Linked DNA regions of Sus scrofa: region 2 is linked to region 1. A link is a contact called in public HiChIP or PLAC-seq data. All regions are on one chromosome and are shown on one strand. Each heading gives the region's core, a stretch centred on a gene start, on an enhancer-like site or on the middle of the called end of the contact. The rest is flanking DNA. Distances are from core to core; before and after follow the strand shown. Region 1 overlaps LOC106507125 (a long non-coding RNA gene). Region 2 has its middle 150 kb from the start of MIR9807.

The links. HiChIP or PLAC-seq counts read pairs in DNA pulled down with a chosen protein or histone mark.
Region 2: an H3K27ac HiChIP or PLAC-seq map of skeletal muscle shows a contact between it and region 1, with 2.2 times the contacts expected there. The contact joins two enhancer-like sites. A contact is called at or near these places in 1 of 47 Hi-C or Micro-C datasets (embryonic fibroblasts) and 1 of 2 datasets of contacts at active chromatin or transcription factors (skeletal muscle).

What each region holds. Positions count from the first base shown.
Region 1 is chr7:10,666,059-10,673,024 of Sscrofa11.1, forward strand. LOC106507125 (a long non-coding RNA gene) reads left to right here. Exons shown (of 4, transcript XR_002346312.1): 4 at 79-4,112. Among named protein-coding and RNA genes, the nearest start is that of MIR9807, 90 kb to the right of the region's middle. Within about 2 kb of position 3,288, at least 20 of the 83 cell types and tissues checked have an H3K27ac peak or open chromatin away from gene starts, as enhancers often do. A contact at or near this core is called in skeletal muscle, where this site is marked.
Region 2 is chr7:10,907,086-10,914,517 of Sscrofa11.1, forward strand. No RefSeq gene overlaps it. Among named protein-coding and RNA genes, the nearest start is that of MIR9807, 150 kb to the left of the region's middle. Within about 2 kb of position 4,941, at least 25 of the 83 cell types and tissues checked have an H3K27ac peak or open chromatin away from gene starts, as enhancers often do. A contact at or near this core is called in skeletal muscle, where this site is marked.

The DNA.
Region 1 (6,966 bases), core at 2,038-4,537:
AGTGCTTGGAATAGGCTGTCTTTTGAGAAAAGATAGAAATGGAAAGCATTGAGCCTCCTAACACTTCCCATTTTGCAGATCCATCTTGGAAGCATCAGTGGTTGACATGTCAACTTCACGTGCACTACTGACCGTGCTGGATGCGCACCTTTGGGATGGAGAGGTGCCTGCTGTCTGCCCAGACCCCTGCTTTACAGCCGAAGAAGCTGACAGAGGAGTCAGGCGATTTAAGGCAAGTTGGCAACCACTTTGGTGGCAGATGGATGACTGGGCCCAGGTGTTCTAGTCACGTTCCTGGACAGGTGTGTGACGGAAATACAAAATCTGAGAATTTGAGCAGGAAGGCCCCGTGCTCTTGGTGGGGGTCCCGGGGTCTGAGCGCCGCAGGTAAGCTTTAGGTGTTTAGAGCTGTGTTGCAGCCGCCTCCCCTCCCCTCGGATCCCTCCACCCCCACGTTTACCCCCCAAACACACCCACGTGCCCCCTTCAAGAATAGCATGTTTCTAAAGTTTTCATTTGCGTTTAAGGTTGGAACGCATCCAGGCCAAAGATGAAAATCTCCAGCCTGGCCCTCTGTCCCTCACAGCCCTGCAGGCTCCCTCTGGCTCCTGCCATAGGTGGGGACCCACCTACCTCATGTCTCAAAACCCTGTCTCTCTCCTCGGGGTGAGAGGAAGGGGGCGATGCTGGCACTGAGAGAGGAACTCCTCTTTTCACCCAGCGACATGACATGGTCGGGGGCCGAAGGCCGACGTGAAGGAACCTCCCAGACCATTCTGGTGGCCGGGGTCGGAGGCGGTGGATGGACCTGGAGTTGGGAGGTCAGGCTCTGCCCTCCTGAGTGGCTTCGAGCTTGTTCCCTTGGACGCCCTTCGCCCGTTTCATCAGAACCGGAAGCATTAGGGCATGGACAAGGCGGCACCCAAGAGTCAAACGACCTTAGCTCTGGTGCCCAGCGAATGCCTCTGCCACTTACCCAGGCCCTGACGTGGGGCTCCTGTCCTGGCTCCTCCCAGCTCTGCTTCCGCCACAGTTTTCCTAACAATGCCTATCCTTGCCTCCCAGGCATGTGGGCCGCTCTGCGAAGCACACCGCGTCCCCGATGCCCATCCGCATTCAGCCCGGCCTCTTCCACTCCTGGCATGAAGGTCAGCACCAAGGGAGAGGCAAGAGGTGCCTGATGGCTGATGAGGGAGTGAGTTAGAAAAAGCTAACCTTGGCGGGAGCAGTGCTATGTCATCGGCTGTAGGCTGTTACTTAGGGCTCACCTGCCCCGTGCCCACCTTTAAGAGAAAACAGCTTTTCTGATGTCAGATGCTTCCAGCCGGTTCCGCCTCCACCCCCTTCCCGGGGCGAAGCCGGCGGCGGCCAGCTGCCTGGCTGAGGGACCGGCTGCCTTGGTTTCACGGCCTCACGTTCAACGGTCTCGTGCTCTGGTGAGAACTTTCCTCAGGAAGCCGCACGCGGGACCCTGAAGACGAGCACGTCTTCCTGGAGCCTCTCAGTCCTGAGCTGTACGCTCTCGCCCCGCTGAGGTTTGGCCTCCCTCTCCTGCCTCTGAAACCACAAAGCAGTTAGAGATGCTAATCTCTCGACACAGAGTCACTCTGGCACCACAGGCAGAGGTCGCCTGGGGTCACCATCGCCCGTCTGTGGTGGAAAGTTCCAAGCGGTGCAGTGGCTTCTGTGATCTGCCAGTTGCCTCAGAGAGAGCCCTGGACCCCACAGGAAGGTGGTTTTCCGAGGCAGGGTAAAAATATATTTGCGTTTGTTTACAGACGAGGGATTATTTTTAGCCGGAGGGTGAGGCAGGATGAGGAACGAGGGGCCCCACGGTGGTGGGGCTTCGCCAGCGGGACCTGCACCTGCCCACCGCCAGGAGTTTGGGGGTTTCTGCTTCTGGTTGTTGCTGCACTTGCCTGCCCCTCCCGCCCACCTCCCAGGGCCTCAGGGAGAGGCAGCACCCATCCCAGAGCTGCCTCTGCATCCGACTGCTCTGTTTCCTCCAGGCCAGCCAGCCACACTCGACAGGCCAGCAGCTGAGCTTCAGGCTGCAGGGAGCTCTGTCTGGCTGCTGAGGGACGAGGGCCACGCCTTTGAAGTCCCTGCTGCCGTGCCCTGCTCTGCTACTAACCATCGTCAGCTCAGGGCACATCTTCGGGTCATGTGAGTGGGCTGGCTGGACAGCTGTTGTCCAGATGCTTCAACCTCACTGGGGGAAGTCCAAGCCGAGGGGTGGCCAGGGCGTTTGGAGAGAAATGCCAGTTCTTTGGTACCTGGCTTCTGGGGTAACAGGGAGGAAAAGAGAGATGCACACTGCTGTCCTCCAGCTAAGGCACCACTGTGACCATGACCCCCAGCTCCACCCACAGGGATGTGGGGACAGAACAAGTAAAGGTGAGACGAGGAGCACACTCCCGGGGAGTGACTCTGGGATCGGCAGCAGAGTCCGGGTCACTCACAAACCACCAGTGGCCACCCAGATCCTTCTCTCGCCAGGAACTGCTCCAGCAGAGCTGCTCTTAGAGATAACTGAACCTACTCTCTGAGGCCCTGCCAGCCTAGGGCTGATGGGTCCAGACAAGATACAGCCCAGCAGGCTGTGCTCGGCCCACATCCCCTGGGAGTCCTGTATCATTTTCAAGCACCCCAGCTCCAGGGGCCTCTTTTGTCAGAGGGCTTCCTTCAGGGTTCTGGAACGACTCTGCTGCTTAAAGAAAGTGATAATGGGAATTTGCATCCTTGCAGAGGTGACAGCCCTTAACCAATGGAGGACGGACGGGAGAAGGATATAAATAGTCCAGCCTCCCTGGGCCTCATCAGGACTAAGGAGAAGGTTGCAGGGAGGCTCTGGAGAGAGCGTAAGTCTCACGGCACCACTTCCCTTCCTGGGGATTTGCGCCATGGGCACCCTTACCCAGCATCCCTCTCTTCTGAGTGACTTCCCAACCACCTACTGATTTTCCTGAAACATTCCTTACATGGGTCACTCTGCGCCTGCTTCTGGAGACTCTAACATAAGACACAGGACAAGGCACGGGAGGCACTGTCTACCCTAAGGCCCAGAGTCAACCCAGTTTCCCCTCCTTGCCCATGGCTTCTCGGCTTTTTCAAGTTCAGCCTTCCTAGCTCACCCCATGGAGAGTCTTCAAGCAAAAGGATCTCTCATGCTGTTGCACAAGCATAGTAGACAACTGTTTTCCCACTCCGCAGAGTCTTCTGTAAGATCTCAACTCCAAGTCAGCACCAGGGCCCCAGGGGAAATTCTGCTTCCCAAGTCTTAATTCAGAGTAAGGAGGCCTTGGCTCCAGCTTCCAACCACACAATCGCCTCGTGTTCCCCCCACCTCCCTCCAGCCCAGCAAAAATGAAAGCCAATGGGGGCCTTATATGGCATTCGCCAGCTTTGGAAAACTTTTCAAAAATAGTTTCAGTTCCTTTCTTATTATCTCCCCGGAGTCTGATAATTCCTGGAAGGAGGACTGTAGATGCATTGATATGTGGCGACTCCAGCAGAAAATCAATTCTGTAGCTCTGGAAAGCTGTAAAGAAAGCCCACGTGCACCCCTGCTGGGAGCTCTCAACTCTCTCCTCCCTCTGGACCCTCTGAGCCCTGGAATTAACTCCCGCTTCTCCACAGCACAGGCAGCCCAGGGTGCTGGATGCCAGGCCCCAAGGGAAGGACGGGGTGCGAACCAGAGAACCCCGTTCCTCCAGCTTGTCCTTCCTCCCCTTTGCCTCAATCCAGGAACATCCAGCTTAGGAGAAACCTCAGCGTGGCTTTCAACATGACCTGCACCCTGGGAGACTTCCCACCACACATCTCTCAGCACATCTGGGCTCGTTGTGACCGCTGCTGCTCTTGACTCAACCCCGGAAACATTCTGAAGCTGCAGCTTTGGACTTGAAGAACTAGAAACAAAGCCTCGAAGTCCTGTGCCTGATTCCATCCTGGTCACGCTTGTATCAGGACTGGGTGGGTGGGTGGGGAGAAACTGGAAGAGAAGTAGCGGGAAAGGTATCGTGAAGAATCCTCAAGTCCCAGTTCTTGTTCGTCTTTTTCCACCGTCAAGGCCTGATGCCCTTGTCATGGTGGCCTGGGTCTTCATGAAAAGGTCTTTCCTGGAGAGGGTGCGTCCTGGGTCTGTCGTGGGAGGAGAGAGGTGGTCTAAGGGAGAAGGCAGAAGGGGCCGTGGGCAGTGCCAGAGGGTGCCTGGTGAGTAGTCACAGGGCCTGGCCTTTCCCCCAACCCACAGAGCCGGGCAGGCCCACGAGGCGCATCCACCCTCAGCAAGAGTGTTTGGGTTGGAGGAGGAATTGTCTTGAATTCCAGCCTCAGCAAAACTGTTGAGGACTCTGCCAACCCAGGTGTGGCAGATAATGAAAAGTGTTTTCTCTTTTCTCTTCCTTTCACTTTCCTTTCTTGCCAGAGTGAGTGAACTCTGGGCTTGCCATGGTGTTTTAATTAATTTTTGATTAAAAAAAAAAAAAAGGAAAGGGAGTTAAAATTAAAACCTGCTATATAAAAGCCAAGCAATTTCTGGAAGGTCCTGAGCTGCTGCTGGCAAGTGTGTCCAGGAGTTAGGAACAATGTGCTTGCTGTTTTAGGAGCAAACCAGCAAAGCAGAGCCAGGCTGGAGAAGGCTCTCCTGGCATGACCCAGAACTGGCTTTAGTTAGGGGTTCACACAAGCCTCTTTGGAAGCCGATGAGGAGGCAGGGCTGGGTGAGCCATCCCATGGTCCAAAGCTCATCCTTTGGTCTTTGCGCCTCAGCGCTTCCACGTGGACCCTGAGTCCCAGCAGGGGGCGGTGGGGGGGGGGATAAGGAGGGGAGAGGCTCACCCCTGTTCCCCTAGCGCCCAGGCCAGTGCTTGGCATGCCACAGGCGCTCAGTGTGTGCTTGTGGATGAAATGGGAGCTTACCAAAGCAGTCCTAGCCTCTCAAACTTTTCACGGAAGAGGTGAAAACAAGATCCAGGAAGGGAGACATACAGGTGTCTCCTTAATTTCTCTCTCTCTACCCAGAAAGATTAACTATGCGTTAAGAATTGTAAGAAAGGGGGAAAAAGAGGAGTTTCTTTAAGCAAGTAAAACATGCCTTGTTCTTGCACTTTAGGAGCAAGAACCCAGGTTCTTGGCCCCTGCAGCCAGGCTGCCTGGGTCACTCTCCTCGCTCTGCCATTTGGGCCGGTTACTTGATGTCTCTGTGCTTTGGCTCCATGTTTATACTCGGTAATATCACCAGGACCTGTCTCATGGGGTTGTTGTGACATAGACCTAACACATGCAACAGCGCGGGTACATAAGAAGCACTACTTAAGTGTCATCATAATTATCGTTGCTTTGGGTCAGTCACTGCGCTAGGGACTTTGCTCGTTTTATGTTTCACCTACAGCATCTCTATAAAAATAAACACTTCTCCTCAGAAAAGAAATCATAGACTTGGAGAAGAGACTTGTGGTTGCCTGATGGGAGGGGGAGGGAGTGGGAGGGATCGGGAGTTTGGGCTTATCAGACACAACTTAGAATAGATTTACAAGGAGATCCTGCTGAATAGCATTGAGAACTATGTCTAGATACTCATGTTGCAACAGAAGAAAGGGTGGGGGAAAAAATGTAATTGCAATGTATACATGTAAGGATAACCTGACCCCCTTGCTGTACAGTGGGAAAATAAAATAAAAAAAAAAAAATGGAATAGCCAGATAATTTCTTAACTCTCCTCTGTTGGTTAAATTACTGTGAATTAATATCATCTAAGTACCTGCTAATAATGGAGAAAATACTGGAAAGTTTTCCAGTGAGTACAAGTCTATATGAAGTTTTATCACTACGTGGCAAAAAGAAATAAATTGTTTACCTTAAAGCCAGAAAAAAAATAAATAAATAAACACTATTTCTTTTAGAATCGAAGAAACGGACTCTAAATGAGATTAAGTTCGTGGTCAAGCATCTAGTGATGGTCGGACGCTGTTTTTGAACCCAGATCTGTCTGACCCCACAGCCTGTACTTTTTCTATTATGTTACACTCAAGAACGTCCCCCGCCAGCCGTCCTGTCAGCCTCCGCTCAGCCGCCGGAGCTAATGAAAACGCTGAGTGGCGCTGAGCCTGGCTTCCACTGGACTCTGACAGAGCAGCGGCTGTGTTTCTGTCAGGGAACATTCTCAGCACCAATAATGGTCCTGGCTCCTGTGGCATAAATACTCAGCGGAACTGAATTTAGGAAGTCTCCATTAGACACCTCCTGAGATGTCAAGGATCACCCGGGAGAAATAGGAAGGGGATGGAATACTTAATTCTACTCTGATTGGGGGGGCCAGGTTTCCTTTGTCTAGTGAAGATGAAGCCCCAAGGCGCAGGAAGGAGGGCCCAGCGACTGCCTATTAAAAAACTACGGAGCTCCAAGTACATCCAATTGATCCACCCCGTCTCTAGGGAAACCTGAGTCTGAGCCACGGGGTATAGAAAACCACGTGTCCCGTGGGTGAAACCACTTCCCGTGAGACTTCGCCTTGGAGACAAGCAGGTAAGAGGGAGACTGATGTGGGACAGTTGCCAGGAGAATGGAATTGCATTACAGTTCTTCTGACGTCATGGCCTCGTGCTGTCCTTGTGAGCCGGTAATTCTGAGATGGATCCAGAAACAATTCCTTCTGTGCCTCGGTCACTAGCCCAGATGACCTTTTCAGTCCAATATATTGGAGCCACCTGGGTCTTGGAATGTGTGGGCATTTCCAAATCCTGCTTCTTGCTCCAGCTGATTTGCCACCATACCTAAATATCTATGCAGCTACTGTGTCGTGCCCTACTTTGGGGGTTGAAACTGGTAGTTGGAAGAAGAGTAGATTTTTTTCGGTCTTTTTTTTTCTTTTTTTTTTTTAAGGGCTGCACCCATGGCATATGGAGGTTCCCGGGCTAGGGGTCGAATCAGAGCTGCAGCTGTTGGCCTACACCACAGCCACAG
Region 2 (7,432 bases), core at 3,691-6,190, 240 kb after region 1:
TCCCCGCCAGGTTGGCCCACCAGGTCTCCCCAGGACCTCATCAGCACAGGACTGCTTCCTCCTCCTGGTCTCCTGGCCCAGCAGGTGCTCCGCCCATTCCTCAGAATCCACCCCCTCCAGCCTGTGGAAACTTGTACGAAGCTAAATAAAGGCTGCCCTCGTCAGCAACAGAGACCTCCTCCCTTCGGTCCCTCCCTTCCAATCAACCCCACCAACTCGCATCCTGACCTCTGGAATCACTGAACACAACTGGAGAAGGGCCCACAGCCCCCAGACCCGCCCCAGGCTCAAACCATCCAAATACAGCGTGGCCCTGGCACATGCTGTGTAATCCTGGCATCTTTCCCTCATCCACTCCCTGCCCACCCACCCCCTGGCCCCCAGTGTAACTGTTACCGACTTTCTCATTCTGTCTCAAGACCGAATTCTGGTCAAACACCCATCTCCTCCACCAAGTAGCCGGACACCTTCCAGCGTCAGCTTTGCTTTGAGCCCCCACCCCCATGATTCCTTTCTTCTGCCTCTTCCCCTTCCTCTTCCTCCCCGTCCCTGGCCCTTCCCCTTCCAGGCTCCTTGACGAACCTGCCCGGGGGGTTTCCTCCCTCCTCCCAAGTCCTCAGGAGGACTTGTACCTCTTATTTGACTTGTAAGGCACAGTTGCCAAATATTTCTTATCTTTTCCCCTTTGAATCATCGTTTCATCTTTCAAATTGCACAAACTACAGTCTGACTTCCCTTGGTTGGTGTCCCCCCACCGGACCGGGGTGCTCCAACTCCAGCCCTTCCCATCTGCTCGCCACCCTCCCTAAAGACGCCCTCAGAAGCAGCGCGTCCACTTGTAAATCCAGTGTCGGAGCCACCAAGTCCCTGCTCGGACCGCCACTGGCCTGAGGTCCCCCCTCTCCTCCACCTTTTCTCCAGGCCACTCCAATTCCAGCGCAGCCTTCTCCAGTGAGCGCAGGTCCACAGTGATGGATTCTTTCTCTGAGTATCTACAGCACGCCTGTCTCGACAGACTTTTTTTTTTGTTTGTTTTGTTTTTTTGCTATTTCTTTGGGCCGCTCCCGTGGCATATGGAGGTTCCCAGGCTAGGGGTCGAATCGGAGCTTAGCCACTGGCCTACACCAGAGCCACAGCAACGTGAGATCCGAGCTGCGTCTGCAACCTACACCACAGCTCACGGCAACCCCGGATCGTTAACCCACTGAGCAAGGGCAGGGACCGAACCCGCAACCTCATGGTTCCTAGTCGGATTCGTTAACCACTGCGCCATGGCAGGAACTCCTTGACAGACATTTTAATGCTTACGCATGCTCTGGTTTTATGGGGTCTATGTGTATGTAGCTTCTATTCCCTTAAACGGATTAGGAGCTTCCTAAGGACAGTAACCAAGCATACCCTGGATTTTAGGTTCCCCATTGAGTTCCCAGCACAGTGCTACATGCGCCGAGGGTACTTATCAATTACCTCCTGCCCAACAATTTCCAAAGTTAAAATACAGCTCAAATTTCTCGTTTCAAATATGGCACAGTTCGGAGTTCCTGTTGTGGCGCAGTGGAAACAAATCTGACTAGTATCCATGAGGATGCAGGTTCGATCCCTGGCCTTGCTCAGTGGGTCAGGGATCTGGCATGGCCGTGAGCTGTGGTGTAGGTCCCAGCCTTGGCTCAGATCCCGTGTTGCTGTGGCTGTGATGCAGGCCTGCACCTGCAGCTCCGAATCGACCCCTTGCCTAGAAACTTCCATATGCCGTGGGTGTGGCCGTAGAAAGAAAAAAGTATATGGCACAGTAAACTAAGGCAGTAGTAGCTCTAACCTGAGCAAAATCTAAACCCTTAGAGTGAGGGGTTTTATGTACTCAAGGGTCTCCTTTTACAGGCCACCAGTTTGCTGAGAGTGTAGACAGCCCCCAGCTTCACAAGGTTGTCTTGTTTGTGATTGGAACCTAGAAATGCAAGCCCTTGAAAGAGTCTGACTCAAGAGTTCAGCCCTCATTTGCCCAAGAAGAAAGGTGCCCATAGCCAAGTCAAGCTGACCGGGTGAAAGCTAGGGTGTTCAGTTTCCTTTCAAATCAGCCACTATAATTGCCACTCGCATTTCACATGGCACAGATCACACCTGTGTTGTGGGGCCAGGAACAGTGGCCAGCTCACCACCTTCAGAAACCCGGGTGGCTCAGGTCCAAGGCAAACAAGACTGAACAGATGAACCACGCAGTGAGAACTGTAACATGCCACTGTAATCCAGGGAACCTACCCACAACCCAGCAGGGCAGGGTGTAGCCCGGAACGTGCCGGATTTAGGGTCCATTCCACCTTCAGCTCTGGGAAGGTGAGTCCCTGCTAACTGCTAGCGTCAAGAAACTCTCTTGCCTCTTCCTGGTCTGAAAATGTCGTTAGTCCAGTTCGATGAAGCTTCATCTTAGAAGTGAGGTGTGGCCATCTCCACGGCAGACCTGGCCTCACAAAGTCTGTACACAGAGGACAAGCCAGCCACCGACACTCCCAAGCCTGTCTGTTATGAATTAAGCTCACGGGAGCTGGTAACCACTTAGGGTGTTCCATGAACTTCGGAGGATACTGTTCTAGGAAGGCAGCCCCTCCATGTCCATTAGTTCAAAAGCCAGTCAGAATGGAAAGTGAGAGTGAAGTTGAGATGCCGTAGATTCCGCAACTTCTAAATTTAGTTAGCTCTGCACCCCCCCCAGGCCTCCCAGCCGGGAAAAACTATAGCAACTGGGTGAAAAGAGAGGGAGGATGTAACGCACTTCCCAGGTACAGCCAGGGCCTCGCGCAGTGGAGACGCTGACAGTGCCAGGTGGCTCCCGTCTTCATTCTCCTGTGATGCCAGCACCCTCTTTAGGATTCTCCCCAAGGCCGCTTAAAACACCCCTGGAAGCTCTGAAGAGGGTCCTCCAGGTTCAGGACCCTGCAGAGGGGGAAATGCAACCAGCTCTGCTGACCCTGGGGTGCACAGTGAGGTTGGTTCCTGAGTGTGAAGAAAGTTGCAGCGTGGATGTAACTGCTGCTACGGCAAGGGCCTGCCTCTGTGGGGGTGAGGCAGTAGGGCCGTGGTGCCCCTCACAGGAGGTGCAGGCGAGGGGAACCCACAGAAAACAGAGGAAGCAGTCCCTTCTGCAGGGGTGAGCTCTCCCTCTAGCGCCTCCTACCGGCCGAGCGAGCTGAGCAAGGAGAAGGGTGGTTTCTGGGGGCCCAGTCGGGGCGAGGTGAAATCCAATGTGGAAGGACGGGCGTGGAGTCAGGAGGCAATAACTTAATAACTGACACCCCTGAATGAGACAGGAAGGCTCCAAGGGCTCTGAATGAGGGGGTGACAGAGATGACTCACGGAGGCGGGGAGGAGAGCGGTCACGGCGGAGGTGGGAGGAGGTGGCTGGGTTCTGGATATTGTTAGTCTCGCTGGATTCGCTGATGACGTGCCTGTGGGCTGGGAGAGAGCGAGGAGTCAAGGGTGACTCCCACATCTTGGCCTGAGTCACTGAATGGAGACAAATCCTCAGGAAAGGGAAGGTCAGGGCAGAGCAGGCTCCCAAAAAGAGGGCCATCTGGAGCTCGGCGGGGGGCAGGTGAGCTCCGAGGGGCCCCAGCCTGCAGCTCAGGCAAGGAAAGGTCTGGGTCAGAGGTGTGAGACGGCCCACCAGAGAGATGCCTTGTAGAGCCAGGGGGGCGCATGGGATCAGCAGCGGTGTGTCAGCACTGCTCAGAAGGCCCAGCAGCCAGGAATGGGATCTGGAGTCAGGATGAGGTAGATCTGAATCTGATTCTCCCACCATTGGATATTCCCGGGCAGGTCTTCACCCCCTGAGCTTTGATTCCTCATCTGCAAAGTGGGGGTGCCAAGCATACTGGTGGCTTTGGTCCTCTGAGAGGATGCCGTGCAGTGAAGGAAGGAAAGCCCCCCAAGCCAGCACCTGACACACATTCCAGGCTGGAGAGCGAGGCCGCATCAAGTCTGTCCTCTCGGGGTGGGGTGGAGGGGGGGGACTAAGGACAGAGGACGTCAGGAGGGGAACTTGAGTGCCTCCTGACCTCCGGATGAATGTGGGCTCATGGGAGGCGGGGGGAACCGCTCCTCTTACTTGTGAATAACTGGCCTCGGAGTGAGAGACACAGGGCAACCATCAGCTATGAACAAAAAGGAAAGTCAGATTCACAAAAGGATTGTCTTTAAAAAAAAAAATCAGCAATCTTTGAAAAAGCCAGAACTGAGTTTGCAGGGCAAGAGCAACAGAGAAACAGACTCCTGCCGCGGGCTGAGCCAGGAGGCGCCAGTGCGTGCCTGCCGGGAGCCGGGAGGGGAGCTGGGCTGAGTCAGCCCGGGCGCTGCATCACGACACTCGCCCCCACACGCCAGTCACCACCCGCGGCAGATCCGCCTGGGAGCGACCCCAGCCTCCCGTTAATTGTTCACCTCTCATCAAGCACTCTCACAGGAGGCAGGCGTGTCTGTCCAAGGGCCCCGCTGCGGGGTTCTGGAAGGTGCTACTGTATTCCTGGCCCAAGAACTGAGGCCAGCTGCTTGCACAGGGCGCGCCCCTCCTGGGGGGTAGGTCAACTCAGGAAACCAAGCCACAGATCACGACGCTCAGAAAATCCAGCAGTGCAGTGAGGGAGTCTGGCCGTCCTTGGGGAGCTCCTTAAAAGCACCCCGCCTGCTGGACCCCCGGGGCGGGGGCGGGGGAGAAGAGCAGCGCCCCCATCCCCATCCCCAGGGAGGCAGGAGGGACTTCTGAACAGTCTCTCCACGGTCACCTCATTTGGTATCCGAAGCTCTTTGCGTCGCTCTGTTTACAGCAGCCTTTTCCTGCACAAGTTCCCAGCACTTTCACAATGTAAAAAATGACTGTCCGGGGATTCTGCTCCAAGCAGCTGTTTCTGGATGCTCGGACAGAGCCATCTGGAACAGAGATTCCCAACCTCAGCTGCAATCCGAGTATCTGGGGGAGGCGCTCACGGCACCGATGCCTGAGCTCGCCCGGCCGACTGCTACGGGCTACACCGTGTCCCCCCAGATTCATGGTGGAAGTCCTAACCCCAGCGCCTCAGAGGGTGCTCCTCTTGGCCATCAGGTCTTTGGAGGGTGGCTAAAGTGAAAGGAGGTCACGACAGTGGGCCAGCTCCAATGTGACCCGTGTCCTCATGAGAACAGGAGATGAGAGCACGGACCCCCTGTAAGGATGCGGGAAGAAGGCAGGCGGCTGCAAGCCCAGCAGAGAGGCCTCAGAAGAAACTAACGCTGCCAGGGCCTTGATCTTGGACTTCTAGCCCCCAGAGCTGCGAGACAATACATGTCTGCTGTTTAAGCACCACCCCACCCCCTGAAGTCTGTAGAACTTTGCTGTGGCAGCCCCAGGAAATAAACACACCGACTGAGTCAGACTCTGTGGGAATGAGGCCCAGGCATCAGTATTTACGAAGGTTCTTCACGTGTCTGGACTGCAGCTGCATTTTAGAATTCGCTGTTCTAGGCAATAAATCCCCTCCAGGCCGCTCAAACCCAGGCTGACCCTCAGGACTGCTTCACTAAGACGGCGTCACTCGAGGGGCTTGGTGTAACTTCCCTCCCTCCTTCCATCTTGAGAATAGCGAATCGGACAGATCGTTGCCCTCGCCTCGACCTCAGGCTCAGCGTCAATGAAGTTCCATCCACCCTCCTTCCACTAAAACCTGAAACCACTGGGTGTTTCCTAAGAAAATCTCTAACAAAGTCGAGGGCCTAGAAAAGGGCTCTAATCTGATGAACGACCCCGGGGGAGGGAAAAGTCTGCTTCGAAGGCAATCGAGGGACGAAGAGGCCACATCTTCCCTCTTTGGAGCACGGCCCAGTCAAACAGAATGTCTTTTTTTGGTCCACAGTAACATCTTCCTCGGAACGGTCAAGTGGCCCTCTTAAGTGCAGGCAGGGACAGGGGCAGCGGTCTCTGGGAACGGCCAGGCCTCCTTTTTTTTTCTCCTGGTTGGTTCAAAATAAGCCATCGGTGGTAGTCTGGTCACTGTGCCGCTTTAAATAATGATACTAAGAGGGGGTTTCCCTTCTGGCTCAGTGGGTTAGGAATCCGACATGGCATCCATGAGGATGTGCGATGGATCCCTGGCCTCACTCAGTGGGTTAAGGATCTGGTGTTGCCACAGGCCGCAGTGAGTTGCAGATGCAGCTCGGACCCCATGGCGGTGGTATAGGCTGGCAGCTACAGCTACAATTTGACCCCTAGCCTGAGAACTTCCATATGCTGCAGGTGCAACCATAAGAAGAAAAAAAACCAAGAATGATACCAAGATGGACAGAGAGCCTGCACCCTCCTCTCCTGATGGCCTGTGCCTCTGTGTGCCCACCTGTAACCCAGACCCGGGAAGTCGGGACAGCTGAGCGCCACATGGGGAAGGTGAACTGTCAAGGCTTTTAAGCATCCTCCCTTTCAAACATATGTGGAACCTTATCCACATATGTTTTCCCGGCACTGGTGTACCGTCCCCTCCCCCTCTTTTTTTGTTCATTCCTGAAAGCTTCTATTATCAATCACTGCATGGGGTAAATTTTCAAATCAACAGTCAGAGTTTTTAAGCTGCATGACTTCTATTACACTCAGAGGAGGCAGGTGACCAACATCGTTTTGAGATGCAGTCTCAAAACCGCGCTCAGCGGCTTATTTCCTTGGTGTTCATCCATTCACCTTCACGGCCCATATCAAGGCTGGGTTGTGACAAAGGCTTCTCCGAGGATGGCTCTGTCTCTCGCGGAGGGCCCAGGCCGAGAGGGGAGTGGAGACAATGGGCTAGGAGAGAGAAAGGCCGGCGAGTGGGTGTGCAGCCCACTTTTCCTCGGCACTCTTTCACACTCTGCGAGGAAGGGACGTGGCTTGAGGCTGGGTGTCTAGTTCTCCCTCCATCCTTGTAGCTTCCCTTCTCCCAATCACGGAAGTGGCCCTGAAGGATGCCTTCCGCCCACTGGCGAGTCTGTCCCTAAACGAGAGGTCCTGACCCACATTCCAGCAGCTCCACCTCTCTGCCCTAATGGGGGCCAGTCTTGGCCCCTCCCCTCTGGTCTGGTGTTTCTTTCTGGCTATTTGAACTTTGGTGTCTGATCTCATCTTTCTACCCAGACGCTGCCTTTTATGTGACAGTTAGAGGTTAAGGAAGACCTCTGGATAATCTCTAGGCCACCCAAGTCCAGGCCACTGAGTGTCTAACATCTTCCCTGCAATTTCAGCCAATCTGGGCATCTAGCCCAAGCTCCCACACCTTCACATTCTGGTTCTGGGCTGCCTCCTCTGGACCCCTGGTCTTCAGTACCCTTCCCACGACAAACACAGAGGCACCAGAGGGGGGACGCACATCAGGCACAAGCTAAGAATCCACCATATATTCTCAAATTCCTCTAGGCAACCCCACAATCTGGAGGCAGGTGGGCGGTC